Regions from separate parts of the Xenopus tropicalis genome. Here region 2 is linked to region 1. A link is a contact called in public Hi-C data. All regions are on one chromosome and are shown on one strand. The core of a region is the stretch at or near the end of the contact, and the rest is flanking DNA. Distances in the headings are between cores, read along the strand shown. Region 1 holds the start of otx1 (orthodenticle homeobox 1). Region 2 holds the start of commd1 (copper metabolism domain containing 1).

The links. A called contact is a pair of places that touch in the nucleus more often than the background predicts.
Region 2: a Hi-C map of neurula embryo shows a contact between it and region 1, with 2.0 times the contacts expected there. The contact joins the promoter of commd1 here to the promoter of otx1 in region 1. A contact is called at or near these places in 2 of 5 Hi-C or Micro-C datasets (brain and neurula embryo).

Annotation. Positions count from the first base shown.
Region 1 is chr5:32,914,564-32,920,028 of UCB_Xtro_10.0, forward strand. It overlaps otx1 (orthodenticle homeobox 1), which reads right to left and starts at 2,694. Exons shown (of 3, transcript NM_203885.1): 1 at 2,488-2,694; 2 at 433-584. The coding sequence starts at 2,584.
Region 2 is chr5:33,438,564-33,444,028 of UCB_Xtro_10.0, forward strand. It overlaps commd1 (copper metabolism domain containing 1), which reads right to left and starts at 2,069. Exons shown (of 3, transcript NM_001122721.1): 1 at 1,876-2,069. The coding sequence starts at 2,049. It also overlaps a transcript of cct4 not described here.

The sequences.
Region 1 (5,465 bases), core at 1,444-3,943:
TCGGCTCAGCACAATCCCAAAAAGTATCCGTAATATATTATGGCAACCCAATGAAAGGCAGCAGTAACTGACTAAATAGGTTTCATTAGCATTAAGCAACACGGAGTATCTGTGTTTTTATTGAGAAGTACCTGCTTCTCGCACTCACTCTCCTCAGGCTCTAAATGGTAACAGCGCCCCTAGTGGCCGGATTAACACTGACTGGTAGGAATGAACGCAGGCGATTTTGCGCACCTTGGACTAACCAATCCGTGTAACACGATTGCTGCCTGTTGGGTGCCATGTCCCAAGGCCCTTTCCTTCTTTATCATTGTCACCCAGTCCCTATAAAGCCACTAAACTGCCCCTGGGTGCTGAGCAGTAGAAAGCCGTGTATGATGGGAGACTAGGGACTAGCAGAGATAAGGCGCAGTTCAGAAGTTGGCCCCATACCTGGACTCTAGATTCCGGCAGGTTGATCTTTAGTGCGACTTCTTCGCGCATGAATATGTCCGGGTAGCGAGTCTTGGCGAACAGGGCCTCCAGCACATCCAGCTGCGAGCGGGTAAAGGTGGTGCGCTCTCTGCGCTGCTTCCGCGGAGTTGCTGGGGGGACAGCGACACGGTCAGTCATTGGCCAATAGCAATTGTACCCACTGTCACCCTGTATAACAGCCCCAGCCGCCACCACTAACACCATTTTCTTGGGACCCTGACACACTGAGCCATACTAAATGTTATTTGGGGGGTGATCTTAAAATGCTGTTTCCCTTCATACCTGGCAGCTCAGGTTGCACCAACACCAAGCAAAGATTTGTTTTCTCTTATATATGGAATATTCCTGTATGCATTGTAATAATACCCCGTGTGTGCGTGTGTAAAATATTACTGTGTGTATTGTAATGCCAGTGTGTGTGTGTATTGTAATGCCAGTGTGTGTATTGCATTACCCCATGTGCCTGTATTAGATTACTGGTTATTTCATCCACTCACATACATACATGGCTGGGGGGTGAGGAAGGATTGTTTTGCCTTTATATTTACACAGGCTATCAAGGTTAAAGGAGGATGCAACTCATAAAATACATTTTTCCTAATTAAAAAGAAATGGCAATTCTAAATCAACATTCCAGTAAACATTGAAACTCTTCAGATTTCCTAATTAAAGCAATTACTATTTCTCTCTTCTATTCCCTTCCCGGTGGTTCTGACTTTTGAAACAATGTTAACACCAGCCAACTGGTAACACACCTGTGTAGAAACACGCACATTGTGCTACATTGTTTCAAGAGACACCAGCAAAACTACTTTCAATGGCAATTACATTTCCAAATAATAATTATAAAACAAAACAAAACAAAAAAAACAAAAAAAGAGGAAAAGAAACCAATGCGACTTTTTAACGAATTAATTTCGGAAAGTTTCGTGGGTATTTGTTTCTTTCCCATAAGGCAAAATATTTTTGGTTTGTACCCCGTTTAAATTTAGAAATACTCTGTCAAAAATAAATTCCTAATTGGATCTGATATAAGGAGCAAGAGAATTGGAGGGGGTCAATTCCCCACTATGTGACTGAGAATGTAGCTTCAATGTTCCCATTCCCTAATGGATTATATTCACACAGTTATAGAAATTGTGTATTTAAAATTTGTAATTGTATTTTTGCGGAGCCAGAGCAAAACGCATGTGTGAAAGTTAGTCCCCCCCCATTCTCTGGGTGCCGAACAAATAAATACGAGGTTTCCTTGCACCACTAATTGTTATAAATGTTTATACATATATGTATAAAATATTATATTTTATAAAATCGAATAGAATTTGCGCTGCACTTCTGGGCGAACCTACAGGGAATATTCCTGCCATACAGCTGGAAGTCTGTAGTGCAACTGCAGCCCGCAACCACTCACTGGCACAGGATTCCCAGCACATATGGGCAGAAAACGTTTAAACAGGATTGTGCGATAAAGGAAAGGTTTGGGTGTTTGTTATGCGACTGAGACCTCCCCAATCACATCAGAAAGTGCAGTTTCCCGAGGAGCACCCCCAGGCCTTTCCTTGTGTGGCCACTGACTTCTGATCCTCTTACAATTGCCTGGAAGCCAAAGCTTTAGCCAAAATTAAGTGACTCTTCCGCGGCCTTTAATTAGCACTGGGCCCTGGTGGCTCTATGGAATTAGCATTGCACTGTGGGGAAATCCCGGGTACAGGGTTGTGTCTCTTCAATAAACACATCGCCCTTCTATACACTTCTTGCCCACAACCAGACCCGTACCTGCCTCCCCAAGTACCCCGATCCTCATTATTTACTGTGCCAATACAAACAGCTGCTACTAAATATCTGCAACTCTTACTAGCCATATTTCCACATTTGTTACAATATGCCAGATAAAGCCTGTAACAAATATACAGTCTAACAATTAATACAGTTGTAACTAATATACAGTCGGTAACAAAATATGCGACTTTTAGCCAGTTACATATTGTTGTCTGTCGATTTTTGGGGGCTTACCTGGGTATCCCACAGACGGATGCAATAAGTCCATAGCAGGCCCCGTTAGCCCCAAGCCATTCATGCCATAGGGGGGCTGTTTGAGGTATGACATCATGCTCAAGGCTGGACAGAAACCCCCCAAAGTATCCACAAAGGCAACTCCTTCCCAATCCCCCGACGGGAGACACAATCGGGTTCTCTCTTTCCTTCCCCGCACCAGGAGACTCTGCCGGGTTCTGCAGTAACTAAAACAGGAGATAAATCAGACGATTTCCTTTTGGTTAATACATTTACACGATGAATACAGTAAGTATAAATAATTCAGTAAAAATCGCTCAGCGCCCCGAAAGCTGCACAATTTACAACTCCTTTTATTTCTCACTGTACCTCAGATTAAAGTGAATATTGCGCTTTATTAGTTAAAAGTTAATAAATCGCACATAGCGCAGAGCTGCAGAGAGAACAGGCACACAAACAGAAACCCGTGCACCCAATGGATCTCTGTAGTTTGGCTCTTCGGCTTATTCTCGGCATATACCTTGATGGACATTCACCTCTAACAATCGCCTTTATATAAAATCGCAGAAAGCGGCGGGACAACAGACTAAACCATAGGTGCTGCTGTAAAAGGAGTTTTCAGACAAAAGAAATAATACCGATCGGATGGGATATTATTCATTATAATTATCAGACTGACTAACAGCAAGGCCTACTTGTGCTCACTGTGCGCAGTTCTATTCAGTCAGATGCAGAATCGCAGGAAAAAAGAAGCACACAAAGGTGTGAGCTGCCAAACTGATCAATTCCCAGTGCTGATTGCAGCGACTCATTATACATATGCGCAATTTTATGAGATTTAAGGCGGCCTAATTTGTTTTGTAAGCAAACTTTATTTTTTTGCAGATGGGATCTATTGATAGGCTAATGAAGTTTCTTTCTGCACAAGCTGGCCAATCTACAATCCCCCCCCCCAGTTAGCGCTAATTAATGGAGATCCCTGTACAAATACCTCATTAACATAACTTACTTGCACTGTGCGGCCGGGCAGCCCCAGAATGGGGGTAACTAGGAGGCGGCTGGGGGGTCACTACAATAACGCTTTCCCAGGTATATTGTACAACTTAATGTGTGCCGGGGCAAGAGGAGTGTAATACACACACGTTTATATACTGACACACAAACTTCTATTTGAATTAAAGCCATAAGTGACACAAACAGGGAGACAAGTCGCAACCCGCTAATAACACACAGGAATGGGACCAGAAATAAGTTTAGAGAATTGAGTGGAACCCAAGTAGGATAGAGTGCGCCACTTTGCGCCCAGTCACCTGGCCGCTGCCTCTGTACATCCCTGTGAGGTTGGCCGGGGGGGAGCCACAGGACTGGCCGGGGGGGAGCCACAGGACTGGCCGGGGGGGAGCCACAGGACTGGCCGGGGGGGAGCCACAGGACTGGCCGGGGGGGAGCCACAGGACTGGCCGGGGGGGAGCCACAGGACTGGCCGGGGGGGAGCCACAGGACAAGCAAGTGGAGGGCAGAGTTCGGCAGTGCCTGTCAGGCTGGTGCCAGCAGGGTTGGGTTCGGCCCATGGGGATGGGTTCTGGCAGCGCTGAGGTGCAGTTGTATAATCCCGGGAAGGAGGAGGAGACGGAAAACAAACAAACTTTGCAGGGGGAAGAGAGAACGATCCGCACAGCAAACTGCACATCCCACGATCTGATACAATTTAGGGGGAGAGTCAGGCCTCAGCCCAACGCTCAGCTCAGGCAAAGGCAAGAGTGGGAGCTGCCAGGCCGCCTGCCTTTATACACTCCCTGGCCCACAACCAGTCACAACCTGGGATTGATTAGATAAAATCCTTCTCAGAGGCACTTACAGAATCAGTCAAATTCTCCATTGCAGTAAAACTCTAAGCAGGGAAAGGGGCTGCTGGGAGCTGTAGGGAGAGGGGCTGCTGGGAGCTGTAGGGAAAGGGGCTGCTGGGAGCTGTAGGGAGAGGGGCTGCTGGGAGCTGTAGGGAGAGGGGCTGCTGGGAGCTGTAGGGAAAGGGGCTGCTGGGAGCTGTAGGGAAAGGGGCTGCTGGGAGCTGTAGGGAAAGGGGCTGCTGGGAGCTGTAGGGAAAGGCTCACTGGCGGCGCAGGTTGCGCTCCCACCCAGATGCCAAACTAAGTGAAGTTCTGGTGCCAAAAGGGCAGAGTAAAGGGTGAGGATTTGAGTGCAACGGGAGCCCAGCCCAGGGAAATGGGGATAAATCAAGTGATTTACCTGTCGGAAGAGTCGCACTGTCGCGCCGGGCGCTTTAGCTGATTGGAAATGAGAACTGATGAAGATTGATCACCCTTCTCTGGCCCTACCCCTTGTAAGTGAGCGATGGGCGGCTACGTAAGCGAACTCCCCGGCCAATCCGGCGCTGAGCATTGAAAGACCGACACGCTTCGTAGCCAATAACAAGGCAGACGAAGAGTTTTCTAACTCACGCCCCTTTGCCTTGCAGAGAACAAGCCCAGGCTCCTGGCTCTGAGCGGAGGGAAGAGCAGTGACACAGAGTAAAGCGGAGAGTGTTTGTTATTAGTACATAGATAAGAATTAACCAAACAAATCCCAGGCGCAAACTCTCTGCTGCTCTTCCTATCCAATTTATAATGATACTAATATTAATAACAGAAATCATGTGATGCTGATAACTTTTCCAGCTCTTTTGCCCCTATGCCCATAGCAAGAAGGTGTCGGGGTAGAAAGGGAACGTTTTTATGGCGATATTTTAAAGTTTGAAAATAATATATTTCATGCTAGAATTGATTTATGAGACGAATCTGAATTTCCTACTTGCTGTATTCTTGCTATTCCTTATCTGCTGGAAAACAAGGTTATTGGAGGCAAATGATTCTTGTTGTAAGTAATATGATTCGATCATTCCTGCGCCTGGTAATTGGGCAGATTTCTACATAAAATATTGCAATTCCCATCCAAACACAGAATTAGGTCGTGCGATATAG
Region 2 (5,465 bases), core at 819-3,318, 520 kb after region 1:
CCCATGGGCCAGCACGCACATCACTAATTTCTACCCTACTTCTTCACTTCTCCTTTAAGGGTGGATCTCCCCCTTCACTGCTTTGGGCTCCTCCCCAGGGTCATCAGCCCTACAGTTGATGAGTATGCTCCATATACTGGCCAATGAAAGATTCAAAAATATTGTGTATGGGTTTCAATATATATAAATATATAAAGATCTGTTGTGAAAGGGCAAGGACCATGGCTAAATTGCATATTTCTACAACAGGGATAAAAGACATGCTTTGCAGTATTAAGTACACATATAATGAGAGGTCTAGCATGACAAGTGAGCTTACACCTCATGGTTTCTAATATTAAATAAGACATGGATTTAGGTCCAACATGGTTCCAGCAACTATCTGTGTGCCTATAATGGCTATATATCACCTGGTAGGTGGACACCTTTTAAAATGTTACAAAAAAGAAATACATGTTTTCTTATTTTTTTTCATTTATAAAGCTCATTGGTTTGTTTTTTCCCTTGCTACATCCCCTACACATTTGTGATGTTTTGTCTTTGTACTAGAAATGTAGGAGAGGTGCCACCTTTTTGGGACAGGGGAGTAGGGGGGGCGTAACATTGGGGGGTGGGGCAATGATGTCACAGGGTGGGAAATGCACGGAATGGGCAGGGAAGCGTATAGGCGGGTCTGTACTCATAAGGAGAAATCCTTTAGCGGAGAGGGTCAGGAAAGGCTTAATTACATTGCCAGTAAGGTTGTAATTCTGGCCCCGGCCCTAGCAGGTGATTTACTGTGTTTTAAATTTGGGTTTTTAAAAAACAGTTTTTAAGAGATCTGGTATGAGTTGGCAGGCCGTCGTTGCTGCCCCTACACGGGCCGATAAGCTGCCAAACCGGTCTAAGGAACCAATATCGGCAGCTACAATTGGCCCGTGTATGGCCACCTTTAGGAAATGCCCCTTTATTAAATAATATATTAAATGCATTAAAATATGAATAGAAAGAAATAATACATTCATAAATTAAAATATTTATTAAATGTATTAATTACATATATGCAGCAGACAGTTTTGGAGCAGCAGTACACAAAACATATTTAAGAGAATCAAATTTTTCAAAACAGCACCAGCCCGGGGTAGCTGTAGCGAGCACTTCCTGCTTCGCTTTCCGGCAAATGCCAGGGGTCGGCGCGTGCGCAGTAGAGTGAAAAGCCGACTTTTGTGTTAAAGTTCCACTATTCACTCTACTGCGCATGCGCGCCCTAGCGAAGGAGGAAGCACTGCAGCTACCCCGGGATGGTGCTGTTTTCTCCTAACAGGGGCACCAGCCCGGGGTACAAAGTAAGCGATTAAAGTCACTTGGGGGTGCCTAACATTTTGACACCCCCAAGTGACTTTGCCTTTCCTTGTCCTTTAATAAAGGAGCCTGTATTACATGCACATTGGGTGGCAGCTTAGCTCCAAAAGAATGTCAGCATCTGACACTCGATATGGAACATGCGGCCCCTGATCCGATGGGAAAATCAATTCTGCCCAATTGAGATCCGGGCAATTTTAGGCCAGATGTTGGTCAGGTAGGCCAGTCGGGGATACCCACACACAGATAAGCTGCTGAATAGGTGTGAAGGTCTATGGCCACCTTTAGTCATATTCACTGAGAGGGAGGGGGTGCAAATCTGTTAACCACCCCTCACTGAGTGCACTGACTCTTCGCCCTGGGGCGGCACACTGAGCCAACACAATGGTACCCCCTCTGTATAGAATGTTCCTATCTGTAAATCCCAGTAGTTCCAAGGACCCCATACAGATTTTGGCACATAACACAAGGATGACATGGTTAGAAGCTTACACTATGCATAAGTACAGCCTAATGAGAACAACGCATTATTACCTTAACAAGACCTCTCATTTTCTCCAGCAAGGCCCTGAACTGATCTGCCGGTAAGTCCGGGTACAACTCACTCTTCAACAACTCCTCCGTGATCTCTGTGTTACCATAGTAACTACTCTGAGCGATGCCATTGAGCAGCCCTGTCAGACTCTTTGCGCCTTCTGCCTCTGCCATTGCCAGTTCCTACCCCGCAGTTCTGCAGCTGGCGGTCATGTGACTTTGGCATTCTTATCACGTGATGTTGCGGATGTCCTGATTGGCCAGTCTATTCAATTCCGCGCTTCTATGGGTTCATACGTATTGGGTAGAAGGTTTCTGTTATAAAGTACGTTCCATTATCCATACTCGGACTTAATCAGTGTTTGCAACGTAAATCCCATAAAGAAGCAGAGTGGACCTTATTGCTGACTATTAAACTATTAAATAAAATTCTTTGTTGGCAGACACACAGTGATGGGCCCCCTGTACTTGCTCACTAGGCACTTCTCTCTGTATGATCCAGTGACTGGAACTGGGGGGCACATTCATTAAAGTACAACAGGTCCAAGTACAAAAAAATCATATTTTTTCTCAAGTTTATAAATTTTGCATATTTTCTGCAATATTTTCGTTAATTTGCGTAACTTTTCCGCACTTTGAGACGATTTGTCCAACAAGATAGTATTTGTCGCGCCGATTACGAAAGTTTCGGATTCATTCAAGCTTCGGTATTCCTGTTTTGGCTATTCTTGCAACAAAAATTCTTTTGTGTGCACATTTTAAACTTGTCTGCAAGTTGTTGAAACTGTGCTTAGGTCAGAATAAATACATTTTGTGTTTTCACACAATATCTTTGTGCATACCACAATTTGTTGTGTGTGCTGGGTTAAAGATTTGTGTGCACATGCACTAGCACACTGCTTAGAGGGAATATCGGTAAATTGGCATTTATTTATTAGGGCCCCATTGTACTTGTTGGCAGGGTCCAAACATTTAGGGGAGCCAGATGACTGGTGGGCTAATAACCGGACCTCTGTAAAGGAAGGGTTCTTCTAACTTAATAGAACAGGACCTCCTATTTGAAAGATACAAAGCGTGTACGTCAAATACTGCAGAATTATGTGTGGGAAAGTTAATATAACCGAGCAACAATTAGGGGCACATTCATCAAAGTACAATTGAGTCCGAATACAAAAAATTTGTTTTAGAACTGTGCGTATTTTTTGTGATTTTTTTCCGTTAATTTGCACAACTTTTTCGGACTTTGCAACAATTTGCACGACAAAATCTGATTTGTCGCAACGAGTACGAAAGTTTCGGATTCATTCAAGCTTTGGTTGGAGCTGCAGAGTGCCACTGAGTCCTATGGGAGGCTTCCAAAATCATGCACTGAAGGATTAAAGTCAGAAAGGTTTTTGCTCCATTTATGATCGTTCGGATACGAAAATTTTCTGACTATCGCTTTCAATCCGAAAATTTTGGATCGTAAGTACGAAATTTTCATATTGAAATGGAAAGAATTTTCATGACATTTGCGATCATCAGAAATAATTGGATTTCATGATTCGGATTCGTACCTTAGTGAATCTGGCCCATAGAGTATAAACTTACAACATCAATAACATGATATAAGAATCCAGGCAGTTCAATATCATTTGGATCATTACAGTGATTATAAAGAGATAACAAAGAAATTTATCATAAATGCCCTATTGTATATTTTGACTCACATGTTTGATTCTGTCTTCTACCTCCAGTGGTGTGGAACCTCAATGGGTGCAAAATAATTTATTTAAAAGGTGCCTAATAGAGCCTGCACTCCAGTTGTGTGAAACAATTGTTTCTTTAAAAAAAGACTCCAGAAGGGAGCTCCTGGTGCGGATGGCCATGTTGGTTGGCGTACATGCACATAATAAGCGGATCTCCCTGCTTGCTTACTATGCATCTGACAATCATCTAGCTTTATATAGTGATACTAAAATGAAACAAGTGCTTGTTGTAAATTTGTTGAAAAGAGAGCCCCTTCTCTGGCTAGAATATTATTTCCCAGCGAGTTTAGAAATAAGGCAGAGAATGAAACTTGGCAATAGTACAATAGGTACATACCCATGTGGAGCCAAACGGTGTATAACATGTACACATATATATCCATCTGAAGATTTTTTTAGTACAAACACTGGGAAAATATATAAGATGCAAAGTTATATAAATTGTATTAGTAGCTTTGTGGTCTACCTTCTTACGAGTGTGAAATGTAATATTCAGTACATGGGATATACTTCTATGTAGAATGCGGGAGCATATTCATATGACCAAATTTAAACGTGAATAGCCTTGTATTGAAATATTTCTCCCCTTGAAATGAAGGAGATTCACACAAATAAAAATTCAGGGTATAGATATATATACCATCGGTCACACGAAAGATTGTTCCCACCCTCCACTGACGTTCAGGGCTGAATCATCAGATATGGAGGTAGAAACAATAGAAATTCTACCTCCTTCTGCTGATTCAGCCCTGAACGTAGATTTTGCTTGGGCGCCTTCAATTGCACCTGATCAAAATCTTTTAACCCACCCGATCGGCGAGTCGACCCATATCCGCAGCCTTTTGCGATATTGGTCGCCTCGTCGAGCCACCATAGACGCACCAAATATCGTACGAAACGAGATTTTGTGCAATATCATCGGTGTGTGTATGGCCAGCTTTAATTGCGCTCCCAGGTTGCAGAAGTATCAAGAACAGGTATCATCTGGCATCTGGGGGTTTTTTTTTTATTTTTTTTAATTTTATCGACTACATCCCTAGAGCTGCCGTGGGTGTAGTTTAAAATTGGGGAGTGGCCAAAACTGGCTTCCATTAGTGGCCCTCCATCATGTATGCTAGAGAAATTCCGGCCCTCAGCCCTGCAGAAGTTGGACAGCACTGTTCCAAAGGATCCAAGCTATCTTTAAGTCTCCAAAAGACTTAATTGCACCACAGAAAAACTGTATTTTGTTTTACATCCAAGAGACATTCACATGAGCACACAATTAATAGACGCAAAGTGCTTTTTTTCAAAGAAAAACTCCATCCTTGCATAACAAATTAGTTTATTAAAACATGTATTATGTCAGTTAAAGATATGAAAATGGCCTCCGTGTTTATAGACAGGTGTTAATAGGTGCAATAACACCATTAAAGCAGTAACATCCATTTGGAATGCAAAGAAAGCTAAAGGGAAAGGGATTTTTAATCTTTAAGCCTGAAAAAGAAAACAATAAAGAAAAAGGAGAATTCGCATTCAGAAAGGAAAAGAAAGGTGAAGGAGAGCATAAAGGGGAAGAACAATAGAGAGAACCGAAAGGGGGAGGAGGAATAGGTGATACAGAGGAAGGGAATTGTAAATTATGGAAAAGTGTAAAACAGAAGATGATATGGTGAAGAGATTAAAAGGAGCGAATGAGAACCGATAGAGGGATACAGAAAGCATGGAGTCCTGTGCTAGTAGCTGCCACATATACTGTTAGACTTGTGGTGCCTGGCACGCCTAACTACAACTTCGCTTCATTTACAGCACAACCATAACAGGCGCGCTTAGGGGCGCTAAAAGACGTCATCAGGCTGCGCC